Linked DNA regions of Mus musculus: regions 2, 3, 4 and 5 are each linked to region 1. The links are chromatin contacts, called in public Hi-C and HiChIP or PLAC-seq maps. All regions are on one chromosome and are shown on one strand. The core of a region is the stretch at or near the end of the contact, and the rest is flanking DNA. Distances in the headings are between cores, read along the strand shown.

The links. Hi-C and Micro-C count contacts between places; a contact is called where the count stands out from the background. HiChIP or PLAC-seq counts read pairs in DNA pulled down with a chosen protein or histone mark.
Region 2: a contact with region 1 is called in an H3K4me3 HiChIP or PLAC-seq map of bone marrow-derived macrophages, with 5 times the contacts expected there. The contact joins two enhancer-like sites. A contact is called at or near these places in 3 of 39 promoter capture datasets (HPC-7-derived erythroid cells, embryonic stem cells and neutrophils), 3 of 484 Hi-C or Micro-C datasets (the HL-1 cell line, cumulus cells and granulocyte-monocyte progenitors), 2 of 115 datasets of contacts at active chromatin or transcription factors (bone marrow-derived macrophages and embryonic stem cells) and 1 of 9 other capture datasets (pancreatic islet).
Region 3: a FOXA1 HiChIP or PLAC-seq map of pancreatic cancer cells shows a contact between it and region 1. The contact joins the promoter of Fbxw7 here to the enhancer-like site in region 1. A contact is called at or near these places in 1 of 39 promoter capture datasets (cranial neural crest), 1 of 484 Hi-C or Micro-C datasets (cortical neurons) and 4 of 115 datasets of contacts at active chromatin or transcription factors (differentiating embryonic stem cells, embryonic stem cells and pancreatic cancer cells).
Region 4: a Hi-C map of the N1E-115 cell line shows a contact between it and region 1, with 12 times the contacts expected there. The contact joins two enhancer-like sites. A contact is called at or near these places in 1 of 39 promoter capture datasets (hematopoietic stem and progenitor cells), 1 of 15 datasets of contacts at CTCF or cohesin (the NIH/3T3 cell line), 11 of 484 Hi-C or Micro-C datasets (the C2C12 cell line, the G1E-ER4 cell line, the N1E-115 cell line and 5 more), 4 of 115 datasets of contacts at active chromatin or transcription factors (bone marrow-derived macrophages, extraembryonic endoderm stem cells, microglia and 1 more) and 2 of 9 other capture datasets (adipose tissue and embryonic stem cells).
Region 5: a FOXA1 HiChIP or PLAC-seq map of pancreatic cancer cells shows a contact between it and region 1. The contact joins two enhancer-like sites. A contact is called at or near these places in 1 of 484 Hi-C or Micro-C datasets (the G1E-ER4 cell line), 2 of 115 datasets of contacts at active chromatin or transcription factors (a colorectal cancer cell line and pancreatic cancer cells) and 1 of 9 other capture datasets (pancreatic islet).

Annotation. Positions count from the first base shown.
Region 1 is chr3:84,312,986-84,316,293 of GRCm38.p6, reverse strand. No RefSeq gene overlaps it. Among named protein-coding and RNA genes, the nearest start is that of Trim2, 55 kb to the right of the region's middle. Within about 2 kb of position 1,548, at least 91 of the 459 cell types and tissues checked have an H3K27ac peak or open chromatin away from gene starts, as enhancers often do. A contact at or near this core is called in the C2C12 cell line, the G1E-ER4 cell line, the N1E-115 cell line and 4 more, where this site is marked.
Region 2 is chr3:84,651,182-84,654,202 of GRCm38.p6, reverse strand. No RefSeq gene overlaps it. Among named protein-coding and RNA genes, the nearest start is that of Tmem154, 14 kb to the left of the region's middle. Within about 2 kb of position 1,367, at least 59 of the 459 cell types and tissues checked have an H3K27ac peak or open chromatin away from gene starts, as enhancers often do. A contact at or near this core is called in bone marrow-derived macrophages, where this site is marked.
Region 3 is chr3:84,814,174-84,817,406 of GRCm38.p6, reverse strand. It overlaps Fbxw7 (F-box and WD-40 domain protein 7), which reads right to left and starts at 1,830. Exons shown (of 14, transcript NM_001177773.1): 1 at 1,638-1,830. It overlaps Gm35486 (predicted gene, 35486), which reads left to right and starts at 2,974. Exons shown (of 1, transcript NR_165832.1): 1 at 2,974-3,233.
Region 4 is chr3:84,694,296-84,697,770 of GRCm38.p6, reverse strand. The region is part of intron 6 of Tmem154 (transmembrane protein 154); the gene reads right to left. Among named protein-coding and RNA genes, the nearest start is that of Tmem154, 30 kb to the right of the region's middle. Within about 2 kb of position 1,635, at least 106 of the 459 cell types and tissues checked have an H3K27ac peak or open chromatin away from gene starts, as enhancers often do. A contact at or near this core is called in the C2C12 cell line, the G1E-ER4 cell line, the N1E-115 cell line and 3 more, where this site is marked.
Region 5 is chr3:84,608,702-84,611,839 of GRCm38.p6, reverse strand. The region is part of intron 1 of Gm46836 (a long non-coding RNA gene); the gene reads right to left. Among named protein-coding and RNA genes, the nearest start is that of Gm46836, 6.2 kb to the right of the region's middle. Within about 2 kb of position 1,464, at least 23 of the 459 cell types and tissues checked have an H3K27ac peak or open chromatin away from gene starts, as enhancers often do. A contact at or near this core is called in pancreatic cancer cells, where this site is marked.

The DNA of each region.
Region 1 (3,308 bases), core at 299-2,798:
CCCCACTCGGTGTTTCTTATCCCTCTGCGATGCCAAAGGAAGTTAAAGATCTCAGGAAGCAAGATGGGCCTTCTATCACAGTTTCCTACGCAATCTCAGCACCTCAGATCCCACAACCTGCCGGTCTATAAAGGGCCCAGGATGAAAATTCAGGAGCTATATTGTAACAAGAAGTAACTGAAGTGCTTGAAAGCTGTGCTCAGGGGAACAGCATGACTCTGCTGTGTGGGGGATGTATTGGGGTCTGTGTGTCTCAGCCTAGACTCATGGTCTAAAAGACAGGGAACCAAGACAGCCCTGCTCGGCCAGGTAGCCCGTGTGTACAGTGATGTACAGTAGGCACCCTTCCATGGGTCTCCCTCCTAATCCTGGGAAGGGGTGACTCTGCTGGGAGAGGGGAGGCAGAACCACGCTTGCCTGAGATACCTCTTCATCAGAAAGGATGCCCAAAGCACGTACCCATATGCAGGTAGCCTTTTCCCAATGCCCTGGTGTCTTTAAAGGAGACTCACTTCATTTAATACTTTAGGTTCCTTAGGCCAAGAGATACCCATGCAGATAATACTCCAGAACTCGAAAGCTCTTTAGGTAATTGCATCTAAAAATATCCTCTGGACAGGCATGCCGAATTAAATGTGTAATACAGTGAGAGCAGCCCTAAGAAACCCAGCAGCCCAGCAGCAAAGCTTTGGCAAACTGGGTGACCTGATTATTTGTCTGTTTCTGGGTCTTTATCATGTGCTATAATGCATTATCTCTGCTGACCAAAGCTGCTGTCTTCTGCTTTGGTACAAGGAGTGTGTGGGGGCTGGGGGGGGGGGTGGCACTTAGCCCCACCTAAGCTGCCTCTGGGGAGACTGGAGTACTACTGCTTGCTGCAAGAAAGAAACACAGAACTAAGACACTGTTGATAGCAGAATCTTCAAACCCAGTAAGTAAACAAGAGGCTTGAGTTTCCTGGCATGAGAGTGCTCCTCTTGGGAGATCTTGCTGTCTTTGCATTACTGGGTGTTTGCTGTTTCTTAAAAGATGGACCGTGAAAGCCATCTGATTAAACTTGGGTGGGGCTACTTGAGTGGATGAGGTGTGTCTTCATTGGTAAACAAAAATAAACTTTAAAAAAGGAAGCCGGGCCCCGTGCCGGGACAAGCTAGGGTGGAATCTCCATCAAACAGGATTTGTGTCAGGCTCAAGCTGGCCCTCTGCCTGCCATTCTGGGAAGAAATTCATGCAGATTGGAGTGCTGAGTCTTCAGACATCAGGGTGGAATCCCCATGCCAGGCATACAGTATCTTTGAAACAAGTAACCATATGCTTTCAAGTATCTGACTTCATTTTATATTCAGCTCACTTGCATGCAGGCATGCACACGCTGGGGTTGACTGAGCACGTCTGTGGCAGGCTGCAGCCGGATCATGAAGATAGGGGAGGCAGCGCTTGAATGTTAAGTTTCTTTTGAGTTTTGTGACTATACTTCTCTCTGCTCAGTTTGGACCGCTGAGTTAGCTGCTTTTGTTCTTGGCTGCTACACTGTGGCCAGATGATTTTTTTGAGCATCCTGGAGAACTAGTGCCCTCTTGTGGACAATGCACTAATCTCAGATTCAGTACATGTCAGATTTCCTAAAGGGCCTTATATTTAAATATTCTTGGCAGAGAACACAGAAGGAAGTTTGATGTTCTCTGAACGCAGAGAACAAACTTTTATGTTAAGAAAAATGACTTGATTTGGAACTTTGGGTCAGGGAGTCTATTACTTAATAGTGTTTCCTAAGAAGTTATAGCTTTATATTATAGTCCACCCCCCAACCCCGTGTGTGTGTGTGTGTGTGTGTGTGTGTGTGTGTGTGTGTGTGTGTGTGTGTGTGTTGGATGTAAAGCCCTTATCTGGCATGCTTTATTTGTAGCACTCAGGAGGCAGAGACAGGCTGATCTCTGAGTTTGAGGCCAGACTGGTCTACAGAGTGGATTCCAAGACAGCTAGGACTATAGAGAGAAATACTGTCTCAACAAATGGGGGGGGGGGGGAGGGGAGGGGGAGGGGAAAGGGAGGGGAGGGTGAAAAGGAGGGGAAGAGGGAGACCTTTCCATAAAGACAGCTGGCTCTTTTGAATCTCTATAGGGTAAGCACTTGCTGTAAATGCCAAGCCATACTGCTGTTTTAGGTATTCACACATGTTACAAAACACCCCAGGCAATCTCCTTCACAGCCCTAACAGCTCCTGGTCAAAGATGAAGTGTGTCTCTCACAGTCTTCCCAGAGGGAACGCCTCAGGAGCGAGGCTCCATGTTAAGTGTTGGACACTTAGTAAGGACCTGGTAGGTGTCTGCTCTCCTCAGGTTTATTGGTGACCTTTTCAGCTCGCAGGTCACCAGACCCAACAGTCACCATGCTAAGTTCTTGGCTGGACTCTAGAAGTGGATAAGAGTGGCGGGAAGCAAATGAGGTCGCAGAGTCTGGTTCACTGTAAGAGACAACCTAGAAATCCCCCAATGTAGGATGCTGCGAGTAATCACACAGCAAGTGCGCCGAGCAACATCACTAGTAAAGAGCTAGAGACCCCTCTCCTGCCAGGGTCGTCTTCAAGCTGCCACTTTCCTCTGGCAGGGGTCTCTCCTGACGCAGACTGCAGGCCACTTCCTTGTTTCTCGATCATTTTGTCGCCCGCATGTGCAAGCCTTATCTATAGTTCAGCTTGTACCACTCCATTTCGTGTAACTTCACACTGTATCTTTCCAGTTGGTTCCTTTCCAGCCCTGCCCTTTCTGTGTTTTGTTTTGTTTTGTTTTGTTTTGTTTTGTTTTGTTTTGTTTTAAAACTGTGATTTGGACCCAGGGCCACACACATGTTAGGAAAGTACTGTACCACCCCGGTATATCTCCGATCCCTCTGTCACTTTTTATTCTGAGACAGGGTCTCTCCAAGTTGCCCAAGAAGGTCTTAGAAATTCCTTAAAGAACCCAGAGAACAACTCAGTGACCCACAGGGGTCACTGGTCAGTTTCTTAGTGTCTTGGTCTTCCTCCGTATTTCATCATTTCCTGCACCTCAGGGGTTGGAACAGATGCATGCTTGATCCCTATACAGGACACTAGATGGCGCCATATCCTTCCACTCGTAGCACATCAAGCTAATTGTCTCTGAAGCCATCAACTGTTGATGCTGGAAGGCTAGATTCATTATTTATTCCCGGGAGGTCTTCAGAACGGTGATATCTGAATTTCGCCATTTGGTGTTTGAGGATATATCTTGGTAATGGTTCATTCATCTAGCATGTGCGAGGCCCTGGGGTCAATTCCCAGCAATAGA
Region 2 (3,021 bases), core at 118-2,617, 340 kb before region 1:
CCCCAGCACAGCATGCTTCTGCTACCAAGGAACTGGGGTCACCTCCTTGGCTTCTTCATTTTATTGATAAAAGACTTAAAAATGGATTCAGGATGGAGCTCCAGGACAATTTTATAGGAGTTTAAAGGAAAGCTACACGGCAGACAAGCCTTCGATTTCGGCAGCCGCCAGGAGGAGGGGGGGCGGGGGGGGGGGATGAAGAAAAGGGAGAAGGAAGGAGAGGCGGAGCTAGAAGGAAGGAGAGGCGGAGCTTCGCGTAGCAATGGAGGTCTGTATGCAGATTCACGGCTGCCAACAGCTAGGTGGTAAAAAGCAGTGTAGCTTCAGATAAAGAGAGAGAAAGCTCAGAGTGACAGAGAAAAAAAAAATGCTAGGCTTTAGTGGTTATCCAAGAGAAAGAAGTAGAGAAGAGGAATGGGGTGAAAAAAAAATTTTTTAAGTGGGCAAATTTTTTGGAGCTGCAAGACCATCAACACTCAAGCGACTGCTTTAGGGGCAAAACTTCTGGGCGGGAAAAGTTCATCACCCAAAGAGGGTATAATTCCTCCCATCCTTTAGCACGGCTGTAGGAGAATGAGCCTTCCTGGAGGTTGATCTCTTGCCCGGGTGGTTGAGGGTAATTTCAGTCACACCTTTATACCTAGTTTCCAGGGAGACTTTAGGAGAGAAAAAAAATACAGAGAATTACAGCCTCTTCTGCCTTTGCTGGGCTCTAGCCAGCACAGAACCAAGGACATTTGCAGCTTTCAGTGGAAGAAAAAGCTGTTTACTTGTGGGATCATCTACCTTGAACGTCAGAGTCAATTTCTAGAGCCTGTCCTCACCGCCACGGCCATTTGAATCACACGGTTGGGTGACGGTGTATTGAACTCCAGACTGCGGTCGGGAAAGGAGAAAAATCAGAAAATCCCAATCCAAGGTGTAGTTGCTGGAGAAACTAAGGAAAGATCAGTGGTGTGCCAGTAAGACGGCCAATCCTTCTGGTAGTGGCTCAGCTCAGTTTGTCACACACCCACAGTAGGACTTTTGAGTATGCACAGATCTGAAGGAAGGAAGGGGGGTTCATAGAAAGGTGTGTGGGCGACAGACTTGGGAAGGAAGCTGGGACAAGCTGCTGGAGATGGAGGGACAAATGAGACTTGAGTGTGTGGTAAGAGTTGAGGATGTCCCCTCTGTGGGTGACATTCTCCTTTAAGAAACAAGTGTCCTCTGCCCATGTGATAAGATAGATCTCTAACAGCAGAGCTTGTGCCACTGGGGGTTTCATTGGCGGCTGAGCATTTTGCTACAATTGGGATGGCGCAGCCTGCTGAGACACTGGGATGGGATGAAAATAGCAGCTCACACAGGCTGTCCTTTTGGGTGCCTATTTCAATGCACAGTAAGTGAAGTCATTGCACAAATATTCATGAGTAGTTGTCACTTGACACTGACCCAAATAGGTTTATTACTACAACTCCACTTTCAAACAGACGAAAATAGGCTTGCAGTGTGTGCAAGAGTACTCAGAGTCATACTTGTCAGCTCTGGAATGGACATCATCACCCTGGAAGTCATGAGAAGGGAGAATAACTAAGTATTCACAGTGTGAGGCTGGCAATCAATGCAAGGAACGACCCTTTCTCTGTTAAGTACTTACAATTCACATATTTATACAGAATGTGTGTGCAGGTGTGTGTGTGTGTGTGTGTGTGTGTGTGTGTGTGTGTGTGATCACACCCAGGATCACATACAGTGTGATTTCATAAGTACGGAGACAAACGGAGGAGTCCACTAGAGATAAGCCTTGGACACGATTGAGACAAGTAGAGAGCTGGCCCTAGGGCCATGAAGGTTTAAGGTCCACAGAAAACCTTAGAAAAGCTTCCCTCGTGGTGATCATCTGATCATTTGTCTTTGTTTTGATCGATCGAAAAGGCTGCACACTCTATTTCATTTTAATTTCCCTAAGGATTAGCATAAACCTAGTGCTTATGAATAATGAAATTGATTTGTTCTCTCAAATACCCTAGTATTTAAGAATGCAGGTAAAAGGTGGCAATTCCTTTTCTATGAGATCTATCCCAAAGCTTCTACAAACAGGAATGTATTTAGGGGGCTGGAGGGATGTTCAGTGGTTAAGAGCACTGACTGCTCTTCCAGAGGTCCTGAGTTCAATTCCCAGCAACCACATGGTGGCTCACAACCATCGGTAATGAGATCTGACGCCCTCTTCTGGTGTGTCTGAAGACAGCGACAATGTACTCAAACACATAAATTTTTTAAAATGTATTTTTAAGGTTACAGTGAGATGTATCAATGACTTCAAGTCAAGTTAAAGGTTTAAATTGCAAAGAAAATATCCCATAATGAAAAGTCTGAAGATGAAACTATTCCCAGGCTGTCTGGTCCAGAAGTTGGGCCAATCAAGAATGTGAGCTCTTTCCAGCTTCCTGCTCTGCAGTCTTTAAAGTGATGTGGTCCTGAGACTGGTCCTTTGGTAGATGCGAGATGATCATTCCTTTTTCAAGGGTCAAAATCTAACACAATGTTGAAAGAAATCTAAGGGAAAATGTTCAGAACTGTGAATGCATATGTCAATGGTAGGATGTTGGCCCAGCTACACAAGGCCCTGGGTTACAGCACTACCACTTAAACTGATTTTCTGTTATAAGAAGATCAGTCCACAGGATCTCCATGGAGGAAGGAGTGGACTGACTTTTGAAAGTTGCCCTCTGACCTCCACTTGTGTGCTATGGCATGCCCCTCGCCCTCACATGAATAAAATTGTGTATTTTTAAAAAGGAGTCATTCCTCACTAGGGGTGCTAATGACCCACCATACTAACTAACTCCTCAGGAGGATCACTTGGGATCAGGAATTTGGGACCAGCCTGGGCTACAGTGTGAGACACTCCTCCCATGACAAAAAGAAAAAGATTTGGGAGGGGTTCTGACTACTTCAACAGAACAAACATCAATGAAAGGAGTGCAAAATGATTTTGGAATGGACAGCTAAGAATGTCTGTTACTGGGGGGAGTT
Region 3 (3,233 bases), core at 581-3,080, 500 kb before region 1:
TCTAAAGTTAAATTTACCATTCAATATTTTCATACTAATTCCCACTTAAGCAAAATTTAAAGTGTCTCATGAAATCATATGAAGAACAAAGTATCTAACAAAAAAAAAAAAAAAAAAAAAAGGCTAGGAGATCCAAAAAGAGGGCAAAGTTATCCAAAGAAATGAGGGTTGGGGGAGGGAGCTACTCAAAAAAGCTGTGACGTGGCTGGCAGTCAGGGCACATACCTTTTAATCCCAGTCAGCACTCAGGAGGCAGAGGCAGGTGCATATCTGTGAACACTAGGCCAGCCTGATATACAGAGATAGTTCCAGGACAGCCAAGGTAACATAGAAAAACAGTCTTGAAGAAAAGAAAAGTTGGGACAGATGATAGTAGAGATTAAACAAAATCTATAAAAGCAAGGTAAGGTAAATTCACAGTGTTTTAGCATTCCTCAAACAAACTGTATCCTGAAAGATTGAGAAGGCTGGTCAAAGAGAAATACATTGCTATATAATGCAGAATGATAAACTTGGAGGTTCATTATTTAAAAAGAGGAGGGGAGAACAGGTCCCAAACATGAAATGTGAAAAACTTTCAAACAAATTTAATCATGACCCTCAATGGAGAAATTAAGATGGATGGATGGGTAGATAAATTGATACTCCCAAGTTTCTAGTCATTTCTACAGAGCATCTTTATTCTGCCCACATTTAGCTGTCTGGATAGACCAGAATTCCAGTCTTAAACTACTACCTATGTTCCTTGCTACATGAAATCCTACAGTACGTTAAGCCTTAGGATGGTCAGCTTAACCTACATATGTGAGCATTACTTTTCTATACCTCTAATTTAACACTCAGAGTGCTAAATGTTTTCCTAAAAGAGTATAAAGTCTCAAGGTCGACAAGTAGAGCCAAATAAAAACAGCTGCATGCATGCCCTTCCAGTCCCTAGTAGAAACCTAGTAAAAATGTGCTACCACTTAAAACATATTACTCCCTCTCTCCCTCAACACAGAGAGAGAGAGAGAGAGAGAGAGAGAGAGAGAGAGAGCGCTGCAGCAACTTTTACGAAATGGTAATTTATTAAGTGCTCTCCCTGAAATAAGTTTCAGTGGGTTGTGCATCTTAGGAACTCGGATTTTCCTGAGCCAACTGAAACATGCAAGCACCCTACACATCGGACTCTGTAGACCTGGGAAATAAAGCGTTGGGGGCACCAAACTCCCCTATGCACTAAAATGAAATCTGGTCTTCCCATCCAAGGCAACTTCAAAAACAATAGTTAGGAAAGGAAAAAAAAAAATTAAGGGTTGATTCAAGTGATTCCCACGTGGGAATCCATGGGAGTTTCCCTGAAACAAAAACCACTGCCAGAATAAGGTTGCCAGGAAAAGGCATGGGACAGAGCTGGCCATAGGCTTTCTCAGTTTAGTGTCCAAAAAGGTGCAAGTGTCCACTCTGGAGACACAGCTGCTCTAAGAAAAAACTCCGAGTACTTGCATTACTCCTGCAAACTGACACTTTCTCCTATTGGTAGAAAGGAAAGGTTTCCACTGCCAACCCTCCCGAGGAACAGCCGAACTCCAGCATCAAAGCACCCACCCGCTCCCACTTGTCACCTTATAATGTCCCCCTCCCCCGGGTCCACTCACGCTTCAGAGTCGAGCGGTGGCGCTGACAATGTGGCTGGCTCCCTTCCTCCTTCGGGCTGAGGCGGGCAGCTGCGGAAGGCTGGCTAGGCGCGGAACTGAGGAAGAAGCGGTGCTAGCGTCGCTCCACCAAGCAGCTACCCGGGTCTCTTCCGCGCTGCTGGGATAGAGGCGGCGGTGGCGGCCCCGCTCGCTCACCGCTTTTTCTCTTCCTGGGTCCCTGCAGACTGTGGTGGCTTCAGCCCGTCCTGGGCCACTTGTCCCGGGACAGTCACGATCAGAAAGCTCGAAGATTTTGTTTGGGTAAAGTTTCCTCTGGGCGGAGGCTGCAGCCGGCCCCCCAGGTTCCCCCCCGGCCCCACCGCCCTGGGGGGCTGGGGCGGGGAGGGGGCGCCGAGAACTCCTGGAGTCCCGCCGAGGAGCCGGGGTGCGGCGGCAGGCCCAAAGAGAAGCCCCCCCAGAGGGGGTGGAGGGGAGGGGAGGGGAAGGAGAGGACAGCGGCGCCGGGGCCGCTCACCACGCCGCCGCGGCCGTTTCACATCGGGGTCCCCGCCCCCCCGGCCCGGAGGTGGCTCCTGGGCTGGGGGCCGGGGTTCATACACTCCGCTATGGGATGCTACGGCCCCGGGCGGCTGGTGTGGACAGCGGCAAGGCTGGGGACCCGGCGGGCTCGGATCGGCGCCGCCCCCGCTCCCGGCTCCCGCATGTGTCGCGGCGGCCGGGACCCCCTCCCTACACCTCGGGGGGTCCTTCGTCCCACAGTCCGGGACGAGGCAGAAAGCCCAGCCCCTCGCGGGCGTCCTCTCCCGGCTGAGCAGCTACGAGTCCCGACCCGCGGCAGCCGCCTCCCTGCCCCCCGGCCGCGGGCTCCGGCTCGGGCTCGGGCTCGGGCTCCGGCTCCGGCTCCGGCTGGGGCTCCGGCTTCGGCGTGTGCAGCAGCCGCTGCCGGCCGGGAATGTAAGGGGGGGAGCCGACGGCGGCCGCGGCTCCCGATGGCCCGGGCTGCGGCAAAGGTCTTGGCGGCGGCCAGTGCACGGATGCCGGGTCTCTCGGATGCTCGCTCACTCACTCGCTCTCACGCTCTCCCCGGCGGCGGCGGCAGCGCCCGAAGCTCAGCTTCTGTCTCTCTCTCGCTCTGTGCGGGGCTCTCGCCTCACTCCACAGAGGGGCGGGAGGAGAGTGGCGCCCAGCGATGACGTAAGTCGCCTAGCAACCGCTCTCCTCCCCCTCCCTTCCCCTTCCTCTCTGCGCCTTCCTCTCCGGGCCTCTTCTCCCCATCTCCAGCCACCCCGCCCTGGGAGGCTGCGGCGCGTTCTGATGACGCACCAAGGGAAGAGGAAGTCGCGATCTGCGAGCGGGTGGGTGCGCCTCGGGCCGCGGGACTGCTGCTGCTGCTGCTGCTGCTGCTGCTACCGCCGCCGCTGCCGCCGCCGCCTCTACGGCCGCGTCAGAACTGAAGAGAGGAAGGGGAGGAGCCCAGGCGAGCCTAAGCTACCGCCTGATCTTACCCCTGACCCTAGGGCGGCGCGGAGAGGGAGCTCTGTCGCCGTTCCCTCCGGGGCAGGTGCGGACTGCTCCTCTGGGAATGAGGAGGCCCGG
Region 4 (3,475 bases), core at 386-2,885, 380 kb before region 1:
GCATGTGTGTTGGTGTTTTGAATGTGTAAGCTGGAAGAGGGTGTCAAGCGTCCTGCTCTTTCCTCACTCTCGGTCTTGCTCTCCTGAGACAGTGTCTCTCCCTGAGCTTGGAGCTAGGCTGTGCGCTAGCAGAACACATAACACGTCTCTGGCTCTGGCTTGGGACAGTGCTAGGGTTAAAGTCAAGCGTAGGATCACACCCAGCTTTTCTGTGCTATGTGCTAGGATCTGAACTCAGGTTCCCATGCTCAAAGGCAAGCACTTTGACAGGCTGTACCTTCTCCTCAGGTCCAGTAAATAAACACTTGGACCTTTCAAATGATTGTGCCTTGCATCTTGTTGTTGTGGGTGCTAGCACTGGGCAGTTGCTAATTTATAGGGGCTTTTATGATAGTTACAAGGTTGGGATCCACAAACAAGTAGATTCTTAACATCAGAAGCACATACGATCTGCCCGAAGCCTGAATCGGGGCCGTTATGTCTTTGTTTTATGACAAGGGGCAAGGTAACCTTTCCTAGCTTTAATATCCTCATCTGATGTCATCTGCAAAGCACACCTAACAATTCTAAGCTGATAGGGTTGTTGTAAAAGAATGAATGAGGGGCTGGGGTGAGAGAGGCTCTGGCCTCAGTCCCCAGCACCACACACTCAAATGAAAACACAGAGAAAAAGACAGGTAAAACCCCATGCTACAGGCCTGGCACCCGCATGCATGCATGCATGCCTCTTGGTGATTTGTACTAGGCAGCCTGAGCTCTGACAAATGTTTGTGAGTTACCTACAGCATTGTCTCAGAGATGTAAAGGCTTTAAGAAATCGTCTTCAGAAGCACAGCTCACATTTCTAGGGAGACGCCTTTTGTTTAGCTGCATTGTTTACTTCAGTTCCCTAAAAGCGTGATCTCTGGAATGCCATAGCCACGTGACTTGGTCCCAGCATGTCACAAACTGCTTCTGCTTTGATGGGCTATCGAGCAGTTCCCAGAGAGCAGCTGCCTCTCCGGAGTTTTGTGTGGAGTGGTATCTATCCATCCACAAGACCTGCGGTGAGTCAGCGGCCTCCTCCCCCGAGTCCCAGCACAGTAAGCCAGGGCGTTCTCCGTCACAGGCTCATTGCTTTATTTAGTTAGCTGTCTCTGGCTATTCATCATCTCTGGAAAATGATCAAATAAGCCATGCATTTTTAACTCTAGCAAATCCTGGAGTTCCCTGTTAAAATACCTTGGCGCACTGCCACGGAGCCACAACAAACACGCAGGCAGCTCCGCTTTCAACCTTCCCGCTTGCCTCGATGTGCGCACGTGCAGTCTTAGCAACTTATTTCTGACAGTGACATTAAAGAGTAATTTGTCTAGGAGTGTTATATAAACACGGGAAGAACATGGAACACCTTTCCACAAGCATATACAGGAACAGGAGGACAAACTGTAAAACTAAACAAAGCACGGCTGTATTTTCCTCAAGAAAGCACCCAACGGGCTCACTGCCAGCAGAATGGGGACAGATTCAGCTCAAATCCCTCAACCTCATGGCAGTGACTGTTTGTCCAGACTGGACAGTCACCCTGTCCTCCCGACCCCATCTATCTTGCAACAATCCTGAGTTATGGCCACAGCTAATGCAGCCATCTCTGAACATGGCGGTATGCCACCACTCAACCCTTCTGGGGTCACGACACTCTGACTCAGTTTCAGAGAGTGTGGAGTTGGATTTGGCACGACATCACATAACAATTAGATCAAGCTTTCTTTCTCATCTATACAAAGTCCCTTCTTCCCGACAGAGGCCTGGCCTGGGTGGAGTTAGAGAAATGAGGCTCGGAATCGGCCCAAGATACAGAGATCATGCCTGCTGTGGAGACACACTCTGGGACACACACACACACACACACACACACACAGTCTTTAACAGTGTCCTTCTGGCTGGAGAACACAAACTATTACGTTCTATCCCTTGTGGTACTGCAAATCTAGTTCACTCTTGTTTGGGGTGGTGGGGACTAGATAGGGAACACTGGGGGCAGTCACTGACACTTTAATGCCTCGACCTTTCTCTGCACGGTCACACAGTGTAAACTCTCCACCTCTGGATGGTGATGAGCAGCAGCAAACGGGAGCGTGGCTACGTCTGTGCCTCCCTGTCTGTGCTCATGTGGTCCACGGTGCAGACAGAAGCTCTGAGTGTCTGACTAGACATGAGTCAGGAGAAAGGAAGCAGCAGGCTAGCCTGGGCCAGGTGGACGATGTCTGGACTGTATGCTATCTAGTGCATTTGGGAGGTGCCGTGTGGGTGGGGTTTGACAAAGGACTTCATTGTCTAGAGACTTGGAACAGTTGATTATAAGCCCACCGAATGGATCTGTTCAGCTCTGGGCTACCTCTGCTTGTCCTGTGCTGAGTCCACTATAGCAGCTTTTGTGCACCACAAGTCACAGAACAGGGGATTGCAGAGAAAGGCCACTAAGGTGGAAAATAAGAATATGGAACTCTTCTCCCCTAAACTCTTTTCTTGTCCTTTCCTGTCATTGTTTCGTAAACATGACAACCTCACTGCAAAGGGCTTGTAGTAGTTTGTACAGACCTGGTCCTTACTAACATCCTATTTGGGGGCTGAGCATGTACATTTCAAGAAAAATGTCTACTCTGAGGTAAATTTTGTGCAATTAATATACCCTAAATATAGATTATATGTTACATGTTACATGTCACATGTCACACATTACATATCATACTATATTATATATGACATGTTATATATTATATCATAATTTGATATATTAATATATAGTGTATTATATTACAATCTTATATTAATTAATATAATTTAGTAATCACTTTATCAATTATTATATATAATTATATAATACCAATTAATTTATGATCAGTTATAAATATTAAATTGTGCTAATTTAAATAAATGTAAATAAAATTGTGTTATTATGTGATTAATAAATAATATATATTATCATATACATTAAAGTGTCAATCTGTGTCAATGCTGCTATTGTCCCAATACTCAAGAAGATTATGAGTTCAAGGCCAGCCTGGGCTACATAGTATGATCCAGAGTTAAAGAAAGAAGCAGAGGTGAGGGAAATAGGAGAGGGAGGGAGGGAGGGAGGGAATAGAGAGAAGGAAGGAGGGAGGCGGGAGGGAGGAGCCGAGGGGGAGAACAGGAGTCAGGCAGAAAAGGATAGGAAAGTGAGAACTGGAAAGTGAAAATCAGGGGCTGGGATGGATTCCAGGGGAAGCTCTGAAGGGAGGGATGGTGGAGCTGCCAGTCCCCAGAAGCCCAGAAGTACGGGATGCTGATGCTACAAATGGTTCCTCCTTATCAGGAGGGCAGGCGAGTGCAGCACTCATTCAACTCACTCCTTAGTCACATCCCTGCCTTCTGGAGCATTGTGTACACATATGGGGTGTGGGGGGCGTCTCAGGGGCTGATGCCACAGAGGAAGGTTGCTTGATGCTGACCT
Region 5 (3,138 bases), core at 215-2,714, 300 kb before region 1:
CAGCATGTCAAGATGAGACACAGAGCCTGTGAACAAGCTAGAAATCTGGGAATAAGACTCCACGGAGAATCCATTGTTTAGTTTGCTTAGTTTGACAATTTCATTTCTGTAAAGGGTAGACCGGGAAGAAAACTGAATCATGTTAAGCAAAGTGTGTGTGTGTGTGTGTGTGAACTTCCTAGGGAAGCTGAAACTCTGTGACTTAAGACAACAAACACCTAATTGTTACTAGATTCTGGAAACGACTGGACTGAAATCAAGGTGTCTGTCTGCATCTGTGCACACGCATGCACCCCACAAGGGTTTGCAGGGAGGGTCCTTCCTTGTCCTAATCAATCACAAGGATTCACAGGGAGGGACCTTCCTGGACTAAGGCCTCTGGGGAGTGGGGTTGGGGGTTGGGCTCCTGGCATTCTTGGCTTATGGTAGCATCATAAAAATCTTGCCTCTAGTCCTGGTTTGTGGATTTTTTTTTTTTTTGAGATCACTATATAGCATAGTCTGGCTTAAACTCATGATCCTCCTGTCTCAGCTTCCCAAGTGCTGGGATTATAGGCATATACGGCCATTCTTAGCCATTTCCTCTTTTATAAGGGGACTGGGCACTAATTTAAGACCTATTCTAAGTCTAGGATTATTTTCTCTTGACGTCCTTAACTGATTTCCAATGAATTACATCTACAGAGACCCTGTTTCCTCATAAGGTCATGTCTGGAGGTTCCAGGTAGAAATGAAATTTGGGAGAGTCATCTTATTAAACCTACTACAACATGTGACCTATTATATAAAATAGACAAAAGCAGGCATCTTAGTTACTGTTATATTGCTGTGAGGAGACACCCTGACCAAGGCAATGCCCATAAAAGAAACCATTGAACTGCGGGCTTGCTTACAGTTTCAGAAGGTTAGTCCATCAGTTTCAGTAGCATTATGACAGGGAGCATGGTTGCAAGCATGGTGCTGGAACAGTTGCTGAGAGCTACATCCTAGTAGACAAGCAGGGGTGGGGATGGGGAGAGGAAGGGAGAGGGAGAGGGAGAGGTAGAGGTAGAGGGAGAGGGAGAGGGAGAGGGAGAGGGAGAGGGAGAGGGAGAGGGAGAGGGAGAGGGAGAGGGAGAGGGAGAGGGAGGTTCAGGGAGAAGGAGAGGGAGGGAAAGGGAGAGGGAGAGGGAGGGAGAGGGAGAGGGAGAGGGAGGGGGAGGGAGGGAGAGGGAGGGAGAGGGAGGGAGGGAGAGAGTGGTCAAGAGAGGCTGATCCTGAGGTTTTTGAAACCTCAAAGCCTGCCCCACCCCCACCCCCCCAGTGACACACTTCCTCCAACAAGGCCACACCTTCTAATCCTTTTCAAAAGTTCCACTCCCTGGTGACTAAGCATTTGTACGGGAGCCACTCTCACCCAGCCACCACCGCAAGAGACTGGTTATTGATTTACATGGGGTGAGATAGCCAGCGACTGGCAACAGTCAGAAGCAATCTAGGCTGGGAGTGTTAGCTCCACGGTCCAGCAGGCACCTGGCACGGATAGCATGTCCTGATTCACACTCATAAAAGCAAACAAGACTTTTATATCCCGAAGGACACTGCTTCCCAGATGCTGGAACCGATCAAGAAGTCTTTCCGAATAAACCCCGTATGCTCTGTACTGACACCTCAGAGCCCTTGGCTTCCCCTCACCAGCTTCAAAGGATCTCTGAGCAGAGGCTCTGATGCACATTCTCCAGGTCCTGGGGAGGCTGGCATCAGAGCCACCATGGGTGCACACAGAATGTGATAAATAAGGGAAGTGCTATCTATCATGCTTCTCTGTATGTTAACCTATATAGTAAGGACTGAAACCCAGTCCCCCCAGCCCCCACTGCTCTCCGCAGCCTCTCCTTTCATTTCTGTTAACTAACCTGTAAGAAGCTGGATTTAATAACAGATGACACATGTCAATGTAAGAATAAGTTAAACATATCTTGTGATGTCCCATTGAACATATAGCCATGTGCTGATAAATGTCCATCAAACTATCAATTATATGCAATGCAATATTCTTTAAATAAAATTTTATATAGTAACTTCTATATGCAAAGAATGTATGTATTTATAAAAAATACTTCCTTGTATTTGTCGCCTAATTACCAATTGCCCTCTGTCTTAGTTAAGGTTTTACTGCTGTGAACAGACACCATGGCCAAGTCTTATAAAGTACGGCATTTCATCGGGGCTGGCTTAAAGGTTCAGAGGTTCAGTTCATTATCATCAAGGTGGGGACATGGCAACATCCAGGCAGGTGTGGTGCAGGCAGAGCTGAGAGTTCTATGTTTTCATCTTAAGGCTGCTAATGGAAGACTGACTTCTAGGCAGTTAGGGTGAGGGTCTTAAACTCATGCCCCCAGTGACAAACCTACTCCAACAAGGCCATATCTCCTAATAGTGCCACTCCCTGGGCCAAGCACATACAAACCATCACACCCTCCCTCTCTCCCTCTCTTCTTCCCTCCTTTCTCTCCTCTTTCCTTACTTCCATCTATCCATTATTCCTTCCTTCCGATCTACCTATCTATCTGATCATTCTATCTATCTATCTATCTATCTATCTATCTATCTATCTATCTATCTATCTATCTATCTTATCTATCCTATCTATCCTATCTATCTATCTATCTATCTATCTATCTATCTATCTATCTATCTATCTATCTATCTTTATGTATCTGTATCTATAAGAGCTCACTAAGTTGCCCAGGCTGCCTTCAAACTCATGAGCTTCCAACCTCAGCCTTTCAAGTGATTGGGATTACAGGCATGCACCAGTGTGCCTGACCCACTGCCCTTTATGCCATGCCCTTTTTATTTTTTCTTATATAGTAAAAATAATAGTAGATATAGTAATTTAATGGCAAAAATAGATTCCTTACAAATTATGAAGGCAAGTTTTAGTTGTTCTTTTTTAAAAGTTTAATGTGTGTATGTGCATGTGTGTGTATGTATGTGTGTAATAGAGAAGGTTGTCTCACTGTGTAGCCCTGGGTAGTTTAGAGCTCACTATGTAGACTAGGCTGGCCTCTTAGAGGTCATTCTGCCACCTCCTCTTGAATACTGGTATTGTAGGTAAGGTCCACCACACCTGGCCTGCCTGTTTTCTCTTTCAGT